Regions from separate parts of the Oryctolagus cuniculus genome. Here region 2 is linked to region 1. The links are chromatin contacts, called in public Hi-C maps. All regions are on one chromosome and are shown on one strand. Each heading gives the region's core, a stretch centred on a gene start, on an enhancer-like site or on the middle of the called end of the contact. The rest is flanking DNA. Distances are from core to core; before and after follow the strand shown. Region 1 holds the start of KCNJ8 (potassium inwardly rectifying channel subfamily J member 8). Region 2 overlaps ABCC9 (ATP binding cassette subfamily C member 9).

The links. A called contact is a pair of places that touch in the nucleus more often than the background predicts.
Region 2: a contact with region 1 is called in a Hi-C map of an unstated tissue, with 2.2 times the contacts expected there. The contact joins the enhancer-like site here to the promoter of KCNJ8 in region 1. A contact is called at or near these places in 2 of 6 Hi-C or Micro-C datasets (psoas muscle and an unstated tissue).

Annotation. Positions count from the first base shown.
Region 1 is chr9:119,053,908-119,060,778 of mOryCun1.1, reverse strand. It overlaps KCNJ8 (potassium inwardly rectifying channel subfamily J member 8), which reads left to right and starts at 2,958. Exons shown (of 2, transcript NM_001082140.1): 1 at 2,958-3,331. The coding sequence starts at 2,958. LOC108176990 (a long non-coding RNA gene) reads right to left here and starts at 2,075. Exons shown (of 5, transcript XR_007921056.2): 1 at 1,940-2,075.
Region 2 is chr9:119,105,738-119,113,032 of mOryCun1.1, reverse strand. ABCC9 (ATP binding cassette subfamily C member 9) reads left to right here. Exons shown (of 41, transcript NM_001082044.1): 31 at 1,880-1,982. All of the region lies in intron 1 of LOC108176990 (a long non-coding RNA gene), which reads right to left. Among named protein-coding and RNA genes, the nearest start is that of KCNJ8, 52 kb to the right of the region's middle. Within about 2 kb of position 2,017, at least 1 of the 8 cell types and tissues checked has an H3K27ac peak or open chromatin away from gene starts, as enhancers often do.

The sequences.
Region 1 (6,871 bases), core at 1,709-4,208:
ATGCTTGCCCCCTCTTTCAATCTTTCCACACCTCACCATTACTGTTGAAAGCAGTCCGGGTCCCTTGGCAAACCTTTTAAGCTATCTTATTCTATCTACATTTTGTTTCCGGATCCCAACATGCTTTCCCAAACTTGTTTTCCATTCATTGATTGAAAAATATTTTTTGAGCACCTCTGTACAGTGCTCCATACCCTCGAGCAGTTCTTCGCATGGGGATAGGCTTAGGTAGGACAGGAATATGAATAAGTCATTATGTTTTAAGAACGGTGGTGACAGAGCCTGCTTAGCAGAGTCCTGGATTCCAGTGCCCAATCCCACATGGCTTCAGCAATGCTGATTAAATTAATCATCTTTCTAACATACAGCCCACTCTTACCATACTCCTGGACTGTGCTCATGCCATTTCCTCTCTGTGGAATGTTTTTCCTCTGATTTTCTCTATACTCCAAATATATCTAATCAGATGTCCAATAATCCACAGTATTTCTTTAGTCTGAGTCTTAAATGTCTCTAATTTGAACTCTCATTTTGTTGTATTTACTTTCAATTTCTAATCATTCTTGCGTGCATTAAATTATCAATGTCTTTTATAATTAACTTTCTTTAGCATCAGCAATAATCATTTACATATTTATATATTTCTAGATATGCAAACCTAAAAAATTAACTTTACAAAATAGGAGTCTGAGTTAAAATAATGGATAATAAATTGTACAGCAAACTTAATTGTAAAATAAAAGTGCAAGGGATCAACTTCACAAACAGATATTCACACACTACTGCAAAAACTAACGAGAGTACATAAAAGCAACCAGTAACAGACCAGGTTCCCTAGGCATGAAGGGGTTAAGCACATCTCTCCACAAGGGGGAAAAACTATCCATCTGCCTTCATTAAATACTAATTTTAGGATTTCTGGTCATTACACACAGTGTTTATGCTCCATACACTTTTGGCCTTGAATCTTGGAAAATGCATGATATTTTCAAGAATTCAAGTATCCATTAACTCAAGTGCCAAAAGCACGACGCAGTTCGACCTGTAGGAGAAAGCCCATTCATTTGTCTCCGCTGGCTCGTTTGCAACAAGCTATGGGAAGTTAACCGCCCTATGCTCATTCCTGCGCGCCACTGGCCTGTCTTATCCATCAGACACTCCAGACAAGAGCGCGAAGCCACAGGCTGTCAGGGGGCAGCCCATTGCTGCAGCCCGCAGGGCCGGGTCAGTGCTCCAGTGTTGACAGCGGTCCTGATTGGGGTAACATTTCTTCATTGGACGAGAACACCAGTCCTTTTCTGGTTTTTTTTTTTTTTTTTTTTTTTGGTCGTGGTAGTTGTGTGTGTTAATTCCCTGAGAAGTGGCTGAAGCTTCAGGACACCAACCACCGGCACCGTTCCTTTTCGACGGAAATTTAACACCAGTTTCACTGTGTGTGCTGTACACAGCTTGAACGCCTCGCAAGAATATCTTTGCATCTCTCTCTTACTCTCGCTTAATTCAGCCTGAAATAGCCCAGCTATCTGCCCAGGTTACAAAATAAAGTGAAAATAAAAATACAGATCGCCTTACGTCAGCTATCTTGGACTGCACAGCTCTCCCCCTCGCGCAGAGCCTTTTAAAGCCTGCGGTGTCCCGCGAGCGCAGGGGGTCGCGGCTACTGGGAACCCAGCGCGCACGGCGGGCCCCGCCCTCCCCGGGCCGCCCCTCCCCCGGCCCGGGCCCTCCCGCCCCCACCCCTGGCGCACATCAGAGCCCTCGCGGGGAAGGCTGATTTTGAGGAGCATCCCTCCCAAGCTCCGTGCCCCCAAAACCTCGGCTGCAGCCAGCAGGGGCCCAGGGCGCAGCGCTGAGCCGGGGGAGGGGAAAGGGGGGTCCACACCCACCCACCCACCCACCCCTTCCTCCAGCCCTCCCCGCGCGCGGACTCCCCGTGCACCTTTAGTTTTATCGCTCTGCAGCTTGGGACCAGCGGCGCCCGGATCCGTGCCTCCGGCGCTGGGGCCCCGGCTTCCCGCGCGGCGCCGGCATGGGAGCGCCGTGGAGCCGCCCGCGGTGCGCCCGCGGGAGCCGCGAGGGGCAGCGGCCGCGCGCGGGGCTCGCAGTCTGTAAGTCTCGGCGCGCCTCCGGGGCACGGGAGGGGGAGGCTGCCCGCGTCCCCGCCAAAGGCTGAACAGGCCAAGCACCGCGGCGCTGCCTTGACCCCGCCACAGCCCGCAGCCCACGGCGCTGCGGGTTTGCGCGCAGATCGGGTTTGCCCCGTTCGTTGCAAAGAAGTTTGGAGTGTGGCGGGACTCCACAGGCAACTTTTTCGTGCGTTTTTGGAAACGCAGCTCGCCCTTCCTTCCCCTTGCAAACTATTCTTCGTTATGTTCGAGTTGCGTAGCGCACTGAATGTGATTGTGTGAGGTTGCTTTTAACGAGTTCCTAAGACGCACGAGGCCACGCGGCCTCTGCTGTTGTAAAAACAGGGGAAGAATTTTCTCCCTCTTTACTTGTACTATTGCTCCATCTGTCAATGCTCCAGTACCCAGCTGGTCTCGGTTTTCCTCCTCCGCGCCGCGCGCAGGTGCCTCTGAACTCACGGGCAGATGCGGTTAATCGGTTAATCGCAAAGAATTATTTTAGCGCTTGCTGCCTCCAGGCTGCCTCCTGCTTTATTGAACGGAGCCTGTGCCCCCCAAGTGTGTTCGGAATGACGACATCCAAACAATGGTCCCGATTCCAATCAGATTAACTTTGCTGCGAGCCCAGAACCTAACCAAGCGCAGCCAGTCGCGGTTTTTTTGTTTGTTTTGGCTTGTCCCGGAGTAGGACTACAGAGGTGAGCAACTGACGTTCGGGGGGGTTCTTTCTTCCAGTGTTTAATCCACATTTCCCTCTGCAGGAGGACGGGTCCCCAGGGCAGCAGAGGCTGGGCAGAGGCAGGTGGATAGGCTGGCTATGCTGACGGGACCATGTTGGCCCGAAAGAGCATCATCCCGGAGGAATATGTGCTGGCGCGCATCGCCGCGGAAAACCTGCGCAAGCCGCGCATCCGCGACCGCCTGCCCAAAGCGCGCTTCATCGCCAAGAGCGGGGCCTGCAACCTGGCGCACAAGAACATTCGCGAGCAGGGGCGCTTCCTGCAGGATATCTTCACCACCCTGGTGGACCTCAAGTGGCGCCACACGCTGGTCATCTTCACCATGTCCTTCCTCTGCAGCTGGCTGCTCTTCGCCATCATGTGGTGGCTGGTGGCCTTTGCCCACGGCGACATCTACGCCTACATGGAAAAGGGCGGCATGGAGAAGAGTGCTTTGGAGTCCACAGTGTGTGTCACCAACGTCAGGTGGGAGCGCGCGGGGGGCGAGGCTGGGGTTGAAAGTGAGGCAGCAGCAAAATGTTAGGATGCCCTTCCTCTTAGCATCCTGTTATTTTGCTGGAAAAAAAAAAGATCAAGGGTTTCTTTTAGATCCTTCAGAAACAAAAAAGCAACATGACAGGGAGAAAAGCCACAGCCAACACATTGCAAATCTTTCTAAGTGTAGCTTTGTGGATGAAGAGTCCCTGAAAGTGTGACACTTCCATTCTTGGCGCTGGCCCGAGTGCTACACCTCGTATTCAACAACTGTAGGTTAATGAATTCCACAGCACCCCTTACTCCAAGAAGGCACTCATTCAGTTTCAGTTTGAAGAAGCTGTGCATTGTTCCAGTGTCAGTGGTAATAATCTGGTTATCAAAAAAAAAAAATCACTGTGTGACTGTTGGTACTATTTTTCCATGAATTCTCTCATGCATAAGTGTGTTCAAAAATTAGAAAATGGAGAAGGCAATGTGGGGGGGTGTCCTGGATTTTAAAAATCTACTAAAAATTTAATAACTGAAATAAATATAAGCTCTTCTTTATCAAGATCATCTTAACAGAGCTGATTGAATTTTAAAACCCAGTGAAGGCAAAGTTAAGATTCAGAGTAAGATCGTATTAATTTTTAATGAAACTTAGTCCCAAATTTTCATGGAAGAGGTTATCTGGAAATAAATTAATGTTGTGGTCTTCTTTCAAAGTTGTAAGAGAACAAGACAGTCTTCTATTACCTAACTTTGGCTTCTTCCTTGATCATTAAGTATTTCAAGAAGTGCTAAGGTACATTTTATTTTAGTGATTGCCCTCTCAATTCTCGCATGGCCTAAGCGGATTTAGTTGGACTGTTTGTTTTGTTGAAAGACAGAGATAATTTATATCAATTGCAAAAAAAAAAAAGTTCTCTTAGAAGCAAAAAGATAGAAATAATACAGGAAAAATTTCCAGGGCATATTCTGAATAAATTTCCCAATTCAAAGCATGCACAAAGCAAAGGACCTTGAACAGGACTGCACTGCCAGGAAACTGTAAAGAATGAGACTTTTCATGACCCTGAAGTCCTAGGAGACCTGCTTTGCGCTGCTTTGCACTGCAAGAAGCAAAGCAGAGTGAGCTTGTGCACTGTTTCCTTTGCTCTGTGGCTGCAGTGCCTGCCCTGGAGGGAGGGAAGCAGTAGTCGTATTCACAGAGCCCAACCACAGACTCCAGCTGAGATTTTGAGGACAGAAAATGATATTGAATGGACCCATTACTTTTACCACCAGTAGATATTATTTTCTTTTCTCAAATTTGTCAACAATTTTGGCCTCAAAGTTAAATGTAGGCGAAAAATACAGGTGATCATTAGCATACTAGTTTTAGAACAAAGCACTATTTCAGAAGTATTTGGAGGTCAGTTGTCGTGGTCTATAATACTGTGTTTTTCTTTTGAAAACCTATACAGATAATGTAAATCATTCTCATAGCAAAAAATATTTTAATAAATACATAGCAGATATTGATAAAAAAGGTGCATGCAATAATAAAAACTTTGAAAATAAATGACAGATTTTATTCACAGGACAAATATATCACCTTTTTCCCAGGAAAAAGAAATTAGACAATTTTAAATATAGAGATTATGAAAAGTGATAGCCTTTCAATGTTTTTTAGACGAATTTCAGAGTGTACTGGTTATTAAAAGCTGTTTACTGCTACTTCCTATTTTTCAAACAAGATGCATTCTGAAGCACATTCTGTTTCCTGTAGCATTTCAGTTGGTGTCAACAGACGTCATGTCAAAAATACAATGGGAAAAAGTTGATTTTCTCAGCAGAATAATTTTAACATTTTAAATTGCACTTTTTACTCAATTGTTTGACTTTCTAAGGTTTCTTAATTATTTTAGTGTTATGGTACTATTTAAACTTTAATCTCTACATAGCTTAATCAGAACAAACCAGCCATAACAATTTTTTTTTCCTGAAAGTATAGACACAGAGAAATCTTTATTCACTCCCAAAGGGATCTCAAAGGATGATTAATAGTAATTCTTACTCTTTGCCTTTCCTTTATTTTCATAAGTTCAATGTCCAACCACAGTATCAAAATTGAAAGCAATGTTTTTCAATGGATATTCATCCGTGTTTCCTAACAAGTTTGGCCATTCTTATTTTATAATGACTCACTTTCTCCTCTGTATAGATGCCGTTCTAACATGAGTCAGAAAATAGAGCAACGCATTTCCTCCTTCTCATTATTCAACCTAGCTTTCTCTGTCACAGAACCAAGGAGCAGCTACTTAATTTTCGTTCTTGAGATTGCTTTGCATAAAATGCTGGATCTTGCAGGTTATGTAAGGTTTAGAATTGAATTTTTTCCATAAAATAAATGATATGCAAAATATGGCAGGTGAATGGTCTCTCGAAGCATTAGAACAAGACATCTGGGGCTGTTCTTCAGTAAAGCATGAATGTGTTATTGGAGACTGTATCGTATCCATGCCCCTCATCTGTGGGTCATTCCTGTTCTTTACCATGGTTCTGGATCATATCATTTATCTTATTGTGTTTAGCTGGTGCAAAAAAAAGCAATTATTCTATTTTTTTCAATGAATTCTTTTTGCCACACAAGAGGAAAAAGTTAACTTTTGCACTCCACTTAACAGCTAGCAAAGAGTCATCGGTATATACATGCCTACCCCTCTTGGGTTCCTGTTGAATTGCACTCTGTATGCCAAGGACTCCAAAGTTTTCCCACCTTGCTCACTTATTGTGCCTGGCTAATGCATGGTTTATATTTACAAAATGAGAGAAGTTTGAAATGGGGGTTAATTGCAACAATAAGGCTCATATTGTTTCTATGAAGAAGCCACAGGAATACTGGATATGCGGTTAAATGAGTAAATTCATAACCACCAAACATGTTGACTCTCAACCAGCAGCTTCAGAATGATTTAAGAGCTTTTCAAGGGTCTTTACAAAGTCCAACCTGAGCCTTGTGAATCAACACCTATTCACTAGGATATGGAGATACACAGTTTGCAGACACATCCCAAGAAAATCCCGACACTTCCTGGCTCATTCACTTTGCCCCTTTCAGAGCAGTAGGCAGGAATGGAAAGGACTCAAGCTCGTCATCATTACAAGATCTTTACCCAGTTATTTACTGAGCTTTGATTCAAATTCTTCCTATAATAGCTTCAATATTCTCTACATCACTTAGAGAACAAAATGAGATATCTCTAAAAACCTATTATTTTGAAATAGTAAGGCATACTTTTACATTTAAAATCCTATTTTTCAGAACTGATGTGTTTTGCACCCATCCTCACTGTATTTTATACTGTATAAGGTACACAAGTGTTAGCTATTGAATAGGAATTTAAAGGTTATGAATGCCTTCTATAAGATTCACGTCTCTTAAACACAGAAATGCCAGCAATACTAAGTACCTGGTACCAAGTTTTATCAAGTAAACTATGCCTTGTGAAAATAGAGTGTTTGACAAAGTAAAATATGCCTACAAACATATAGGTATGTTTATTA
Region 2 (7,295 bases), core at 768-3,267, 53 kb before region 1:
ACTATATTCTTCCCTAAAAGAATCTGGAGGGAAGCAAGCTCCTTGGATATCTTAGTGTCACCCCAAAGCATTGTCTCTCAGCACAGGTCCTATGTGCGTGGCATTTGGGCCAAGGCTGCACACTTCCAAGTGACATCATTATTTGGATCTGACTGCTGATCCTTCGATAATTGTAGATGATCAGATGTTGCTGCTGTCTGAAGAAATTATTTCTCTGACTTGGAATATTGGAATGATCCCATTTCTTGGATAAATATCAAGTATCTGCTTTATGCTGGCCGGTATGGATTGCTTCAGTGGCCATGTGCACAGCCTACCTAGGACTTCTTCACTCTCTGACTCAAGGATGGTTTATCCTGAAGTTTTGCAATTTTATTTGAAGATGTGAGGGGATTGGAACAGTCTTTTCAACTAGGAGTCACTTCTTGTCTGTCACTGAAACTTGGCCATTCCTTATAAGCATAACTGATTGATGGCAGAGTCTATATGAGACAAACCATGGCCACAAGGAGAGAATAATCCATATTTTGATTCAGCATTTCCCCAATATTCAAACTAGCTATCTTGATTAAATTAGCCAGGTTTCCATTGTTTCTGGTATTCTGGGGGTAGTAATCAAGCAATGAAAGAAGACTATTTTGGGGGATTTAGAAAAAAAAATGACACTATTTGTCATGAGCTGCTGTGAGATGGTAACCCACATATTCAAATATACAGGCTTTTATTAACAGCTTCTCTCTTTTTTTTTTTTTTTTTTTGACAGGCAGAGTGGACAGTGAGAGAGAGAGACAGAGAGAAAGGTCTTCCTTTGCCGTTGGTTCACCCTCCAATGGCCGCCGCGGCCGGCACGCTGCGGCCGGCGCACCGCGCTGATCCGATGGCAGGAGCCAGGAGCCAGGTGCTTTTCCTGGTCTCCCATGGGGTGCAGGGCCCAAGCACCTGGGCCATCCTCCACTGCACTCCCTGGCCACAGCAGAGAGCTGGCCTGGAAGAGGGGCAACCGGGACAGAATCTGGCGCCCCGACCGGGACTAGAACCCGGTGTGCCGGCGCCGCTAGGCGGAGGATTAGCCTAGTGAGCCGCGGCGCCGGCCTAACAGCTTCTCTTAAAAATAAGTTACACAGAATTGATTCTGATGATGTTGAACATGAAGAATGAACTTAATTTGTCAGGGATTAGTGTTCAAATTGTATGTATCCTAGAACCCCCTTGGACCATGAGTTCCTTTTGTGCAGTGACCATCCTTACAAACTGGGAGCTTTTCGACTATAGATATCTTAGAAGAGCAGTTGACATCTACAAAGCTCTCTATCCTGTATTTCTTGCCACCCCAATTTCCATCTTTGGTTGTCAGAAACACCAAGCAAAAAGAGAATTTTAAAAGAATATCTTTGCCGCTGCCCTATGCGAAGTTTCCTGTCCTCCCCAATTCTCCTCCAGCACCTCCCACCCAGTTCTTAACTCTGTCACTTGGGAAAGTAAAATAAAAGTCATATAAATCAGGTAAAGTCTGCTGCACATTGCACTTCTGTGCAACTCACGCTGCTGATTGAAAGGTGACTGCAATGTTAGCCGTGCTTCTTTTCATAGCTACCATAATGATGTGGAAATTTATGAAATAATATTTAATAGACCTTGTTGTCAGGAAGACTCCTTTTCCTAGTAGGGATGTGAGAAAGGAAAGAAACACTTGACCCCGGCTTCTCTGCTAAGAATGCAGCAGAACAGTAGCAGCTGCTCTTTATTTCGAGGGAGGAGTCCATTTCAGCCCATCAGTTTGTCACTATTTGTTGAGTAAATAGCGTAGTAGCAAGTGTGACTGGTTTTTATTACTTCTTGTGTTGTGTGGCTAACATCATCATACTTTTGTTTTCTGCAGGCATGAAGCCAGATTTAAGCAACGTATGCTGGAACTGACGGACACAAACAACATTGCCTACTTATTTCTCTCAGCTGCCAACAGATGGCTGGAGGTCAGGACGGTACGTTCATTTCAGGATTTCGAAATGGAAACCAAGCAGAGAAGGGGCCTGCTGCGAAGAGGCTGGGAGTTGTAAAAATTAGTCTTCCACTGGGATCCAGCACTAGCTTCGCATTTGCTGGCCTTTTAAATAGATCAGGTTTGTTTAGGTCACGGATGAAGTCTGTCATAATGTTTTAGCTAATGGCAAGACAAATAGCCAGAAAAGCAGAAATTCATTCTGTGTTCATTAGTCTGTAGACTACATAAGTTAATGGAATGGCAAATATTTGTATAACTTCAGTTTTTTTCTCCAAAGAGCAAATTTGACTAGTGAACAGATGTACTCATTTTCTCCACTGAGCTGGACAGACCTGAGAGAGAGCACACAACTTTTGGTGTTCTAAGCCAGTGGAGGATCACATTAGCACAAAAGGAAAAAAAAAGTGGTTGATCATCTATTGCTTCCTCCATTCCGTATGATAGAGAACAAGCTGTGACACTGTGTGGACTAGGTCTAACATGTGCGTTGCTGTGATTCGTAGTTTGTCAGTGATAAAATAACAATATGTACTTATTGAGGGTATTATATTTAAAAATAATATCAGTCATCTAGTACTACAATTTATAAATGCATTCAAGAAATGCCTTTTGAATGGTTGAATGAAAGAATGAATGAATGGAAATAGTACCTGTCCTACTGAGTGGGTCGTAAGTCAACCAGCCAGACTGAAGTTGGAGGCAGATGAGCTAGAGGTCCTACAAGGGAAGGAATAAATTTTTCTGGGGCAGGTGTTGTGGTGCAGAGGTAAGGTACCACCTTCAATGCCCACATTCCCTATCAGAGTGCTGGTTCCAGTCCTGGATGCTCCACTTCTGATCCAGTTCCCTGCTAATGCACCTGGGAAAGCAGTGGGAGTTGCCCACCTCCACCTCTACTCCCCATGTGGGATACCTGTATGGCATTCCAAGCTCCTGGCTTTGGCCTGGCCCAGCCCTGGTCTTTGCAGTCCTTTGGAGGGTGAAACAAAAGTTAAGTCATTGATTAGTGGAAACAGAATGATATGGAGCCTTGGACACCCTTGTGAGTCTTAATTAGGATTTCTCACTAGGTTGTTGAGATTCAAAGCTCACGAGAATTGGGGATTTATCCTCATGGTTACAGCACCAGTTAAGATGCCTACATCTCACATCAGAGTGTCTGGACTGAATGCCTGGCTGCAGTTCCTGAGGCCAGTTTCCTGTTCATGCAGACCTGGGAGGCATCCGTAGTGGCTACGGTACTTGGGGTCCTGCCACCCAGCATGGGAGACCTAGATGAAGCTCCTGGCTCCAAGCTTTGACTAACAAGGATGGGTTTTATGCATCATTTGGGGAGTAAACCAGCAAATAGAAAAGGATCTCCATCCATCTCTCTCTCTCTCTCTGTCTCTCTCCCCCTCCCTCCCCCAAATAAATTTTTTTTAAATAAATAAATCATGGGCATGGAATTGAATGATAATTTTATTTTGGTGCCAAAATGTGTTGAAATATCTGCATAATTTTTTTCATAGTAGGTATTTTCCATGAACCTTTTGAAGACCCTTAATGTACATAGATCTCAAAAATTTTTTGTACCAAAATAAACTTACCCTCTAATTAATTCCATTTACAATCACATTTCAGAGTACCTTCATATAAGTGATTATGTAAAATTTTTTCAGCAATACACCATAATTATATTTCACAAATTATTGAGATACGCATGTGCAGCACGCATCTTCAAGCAAACCACATGTTCTGTCTGCGTAGCCAGAAGACAAAGACTGTGGAGGCCCATGACTGCCAAGAAAGGGCAGGTCAGGAAACATTAGGGAGGAAAAGCAGCCAAACTGAGAGGGATTTCATTGAGTTTGTCCCAAAACGTTCACACACACACACACACACACACACACACACACACAAACGGGAAAAAGCAATTGATTCTGCCTACCTAGAAAGGAATTCTAGTTCCACCTGCTGAGAACCAAGGGAGAGACTGACACTCTAAAAACAATGCCTTTTGTGCTGTTGCTTTATAATACCTTTCTCGTGACCTCTTCTCTTTGCTTTCTGTGTTTTGTCATCCTCCCAAGATTTGATGTATAGTCTCATGACTAACGGCCCCCTCTGACTCCATTTAAAAGCTAATAGAAAAAGTTGAGCAGTTGTTTGCTCCTATTTTGGAGGGTTCATGTTAAGTTGTGGTAAGAAACTTTGATTGGCTTTCTGCAAAAATGCCAGGCATGTCTGCTGACCAAGCCAAGGTTCAAAGTCCTTTGTGTATGGTTTGTCTCTGTCGCTTGCACTTATGTGGCAGTAAACTCATAGAGATACACACACACACACACACACATCCCTCTCAACAGTCCCAGAAATCCAACATAGGACCTCTTGCATTCACTCTCATTGTATTGTGAGTCCATAGACTTTTCATTAAGTTAGGTACGTTTAAATACAAATGCTGTAATCCAAGAATGTATGCCATAGCAGGAGTGCTGAATAAATTAAGGAGATAACTCCTACTGGGAAATACTCTACCCTTCCAATTGTACGTGTAGCAGTGACCTCATTATTACCATGCTTCTGAGGCTGCATCCACAGCACTGCAGCCACACTCTGCATTATGTTGAGCTATGGGGCCTTGGGGACTAGGGTGTGAACTGTTGTCTGAATCTCACAGCTGCACATACTCTGCCATATCAGTCATTTGTTAAAAAGTAAGTAGGGAGACATCTATCTGGTCCAGGAAATCTACATTGATGTTATCTGAAGCTGCAACACAGCCCCCTCCTCTCTCTGGCCTGTGCCATATTTCTCAGTGAATTAACACCCCACATCTGCTAAGAGCAGCACCAGGACTGGAGTGGTATAAGGAGGGTCACTGCCTTGGTCATCAGTTCAAAGAGGCAGCAAGCAGGATTTCCTAATGCAGATCCAGGGATTTCACCAAGTCTTAAATCCTGAACTCGCAGCCTTCGTGGTAAAAGGAGGAAACTTGAAGGCATGGCTTTCTGTGGCCACTTTGCTGTCGCTGACTAACTGTGCAATGATATCTTGTTACTCACAGAAAAGCCCAGGAGAGGGACAGGAGGGAAGCCAGAGCAGGAACACCTAGTGCGGTGTTTGGAAGGGGCCCTGAGCCACTTCCAATTGTGGTTTATCGTTTGAGTGGGGGCTCTCCTCCTTGGTCCATTGGTGTTCAGTAATCCATTCTTTATCTGCATAGGCAGCTTTTCTATGGAACATCAGCCTCGCATACTGCATGCATCTCATACTCATTCTGAATTGAGGGAAAAAAATAAAGGTTGTAAGGCGCTCACATCTCGAAAGCACAGGATAAAAGGATTTGGCTGGTAGGGATGCAGCGAGAGCGTGGCCACCCGGCTTGCTCTGGCAGCACAAGGGACTGTTTGTCCTCAGGGTGCCGAGGGCAGCGGGCCACGGCTGTGTGCGATGTGTCACTGCAGCCTGCTCTCGGGTGCTGTTCGCACGCTGTGCTTCAGCGCACAGTGTTTGCTCTGCACTAACCAATTCCAGTTCTTTGGCATTGGTGTTGCCATTTGCAAAAATTGTGTAACTTTATCTAAAGGCCGTCTTTCCAAGGCTTTGTCTTGCTGTGTGGTGAAAGGATAAAAGAAAATTCACATCAGGAAGCCAAAAAAAAAAAAAAAAAAAAACCTGACAAAGAGGCCTCAGAGTCAACAGGCTCAAGGCAAAATGCTCTTGGGGCTGAGCTTGTGACAGCCCTGCTTTGTGAAACAGTACGCTTCCGCCAGAGCCAGGTGTGCACTGGTCATCATTTGCAAGCCCTCATAGATTCTCCAGGGCACTCAAAGGTGCCACCGAGGTACACCCCTGAGGGTTACATGAAAGACAAACATCAGTTGCTATTAACTCTTTTTTTTTATTCTGTTTTTAAAAATTATTTGAAAGAGAGAGGTAGAGACAGAGGGAAGGAGGGAGAGAGGGAAAAAGAGAGAGAGAGGTCTTCCATCCACTGGTTCACTTCCCAAATGGCTGCAACAGCCCAAGCTGATCCGATCTGAAGCCAGGAGCTTCTTCTGGGTCTCCCACATGGGTGCAGGGGTCCAAGGACTTCAGCCATTCTCCATTGTTCCTCCAGGCGCATTAGCAGGGAGCTGGATCGGAAGTGGAGCAGCCAAGACTCAAACCAGCACCCATGCTATTGAATCTTCAGTAGTCTGATTCATAGAGAATTACAACTTTGATTAGAATTCCACACACAGACAAATGGAACTGAATGGCTAGAAATCTGACAGCAGCCCTTCAGGAGGGAACTGTTGAATGTGCCAAATCGGTGTATGCTAGACTTCAGCCTTGTTGGAGAAGATGCCTCGTGGTCGGGCTCCTGTGAGAGTGGTTAAGTCATAGTGCAGGTGCTTCTGTGATTCTGTTGAATCTCTCATTGAAGTCTGATTTCTCACAGAATAGGTTGTTGGGATGTGTAACGCCCTAGCAGTAGGATGGAGGCTGTTTGAGACCCCTATGACTGTCCTGTTTTTCCTTTGTTCTTGTACTTTTTTTTTTTTTTTTTTTTTTTGACAGGCAGAGTGGACAGTGAGAGAGAGAGACAGAGAGAAAGGTCTTCCTTTGCCGTTGGTTCACCCTCCAATGGCCGCCGCGGCTGGCGCGCTGCGGCCGGCGCACCGCGCTGATCCGATGGCAGGAGCCAGGAGCCAGGTGCTTTTCCTGGTTTCCCATGGGGTGCAGGGCCCAAGCACCTGGGCCATCCTCCACTGCACTCCCTGGCCACAGCAGAGGGCTGGCCTGGAAGAGGGGCAACCGGGACAGAATCCGGCGCCCCGACCGGGACTAGAACCCGGTGTGCCGGCGCCGCTAGGCGGAGGATTAGCCTAGTGAGCCGCGGCGCCGGCCCTGTTCTTGTACTGCTTTTAAGCCACTTTGCTGTTCACATATTGGCAGAGAGTGGGAAGAAAGTGTAACTGAAGTCCTTGCATTGAATGGTTTAGGAAGTGGAAAATGGAGAGCTAATAGAAGCTTTGATATTCTCTATCAATTTCACATTTCTACGTGATTATACCCTTTCAATGGAAGTAATTGGAATTTGCTATTAAATTTCTTGAAGCACACTGTGCACAAAGTTCTCTCCCTATGCAAGATAGAAGTCTGATCATATACTTGCAAAAACATTCCAGTTCCTTAGAAAAACTTATTTTTGAGCAGTGGTAATAATCCAGCATAATTAATCTAGTATAATTAAAAGACATGAATAGCACTTTTTTAAAAAGAAACAGGTGTACAAATGTGTTTGTGGTAGGTAAAATAACTATTA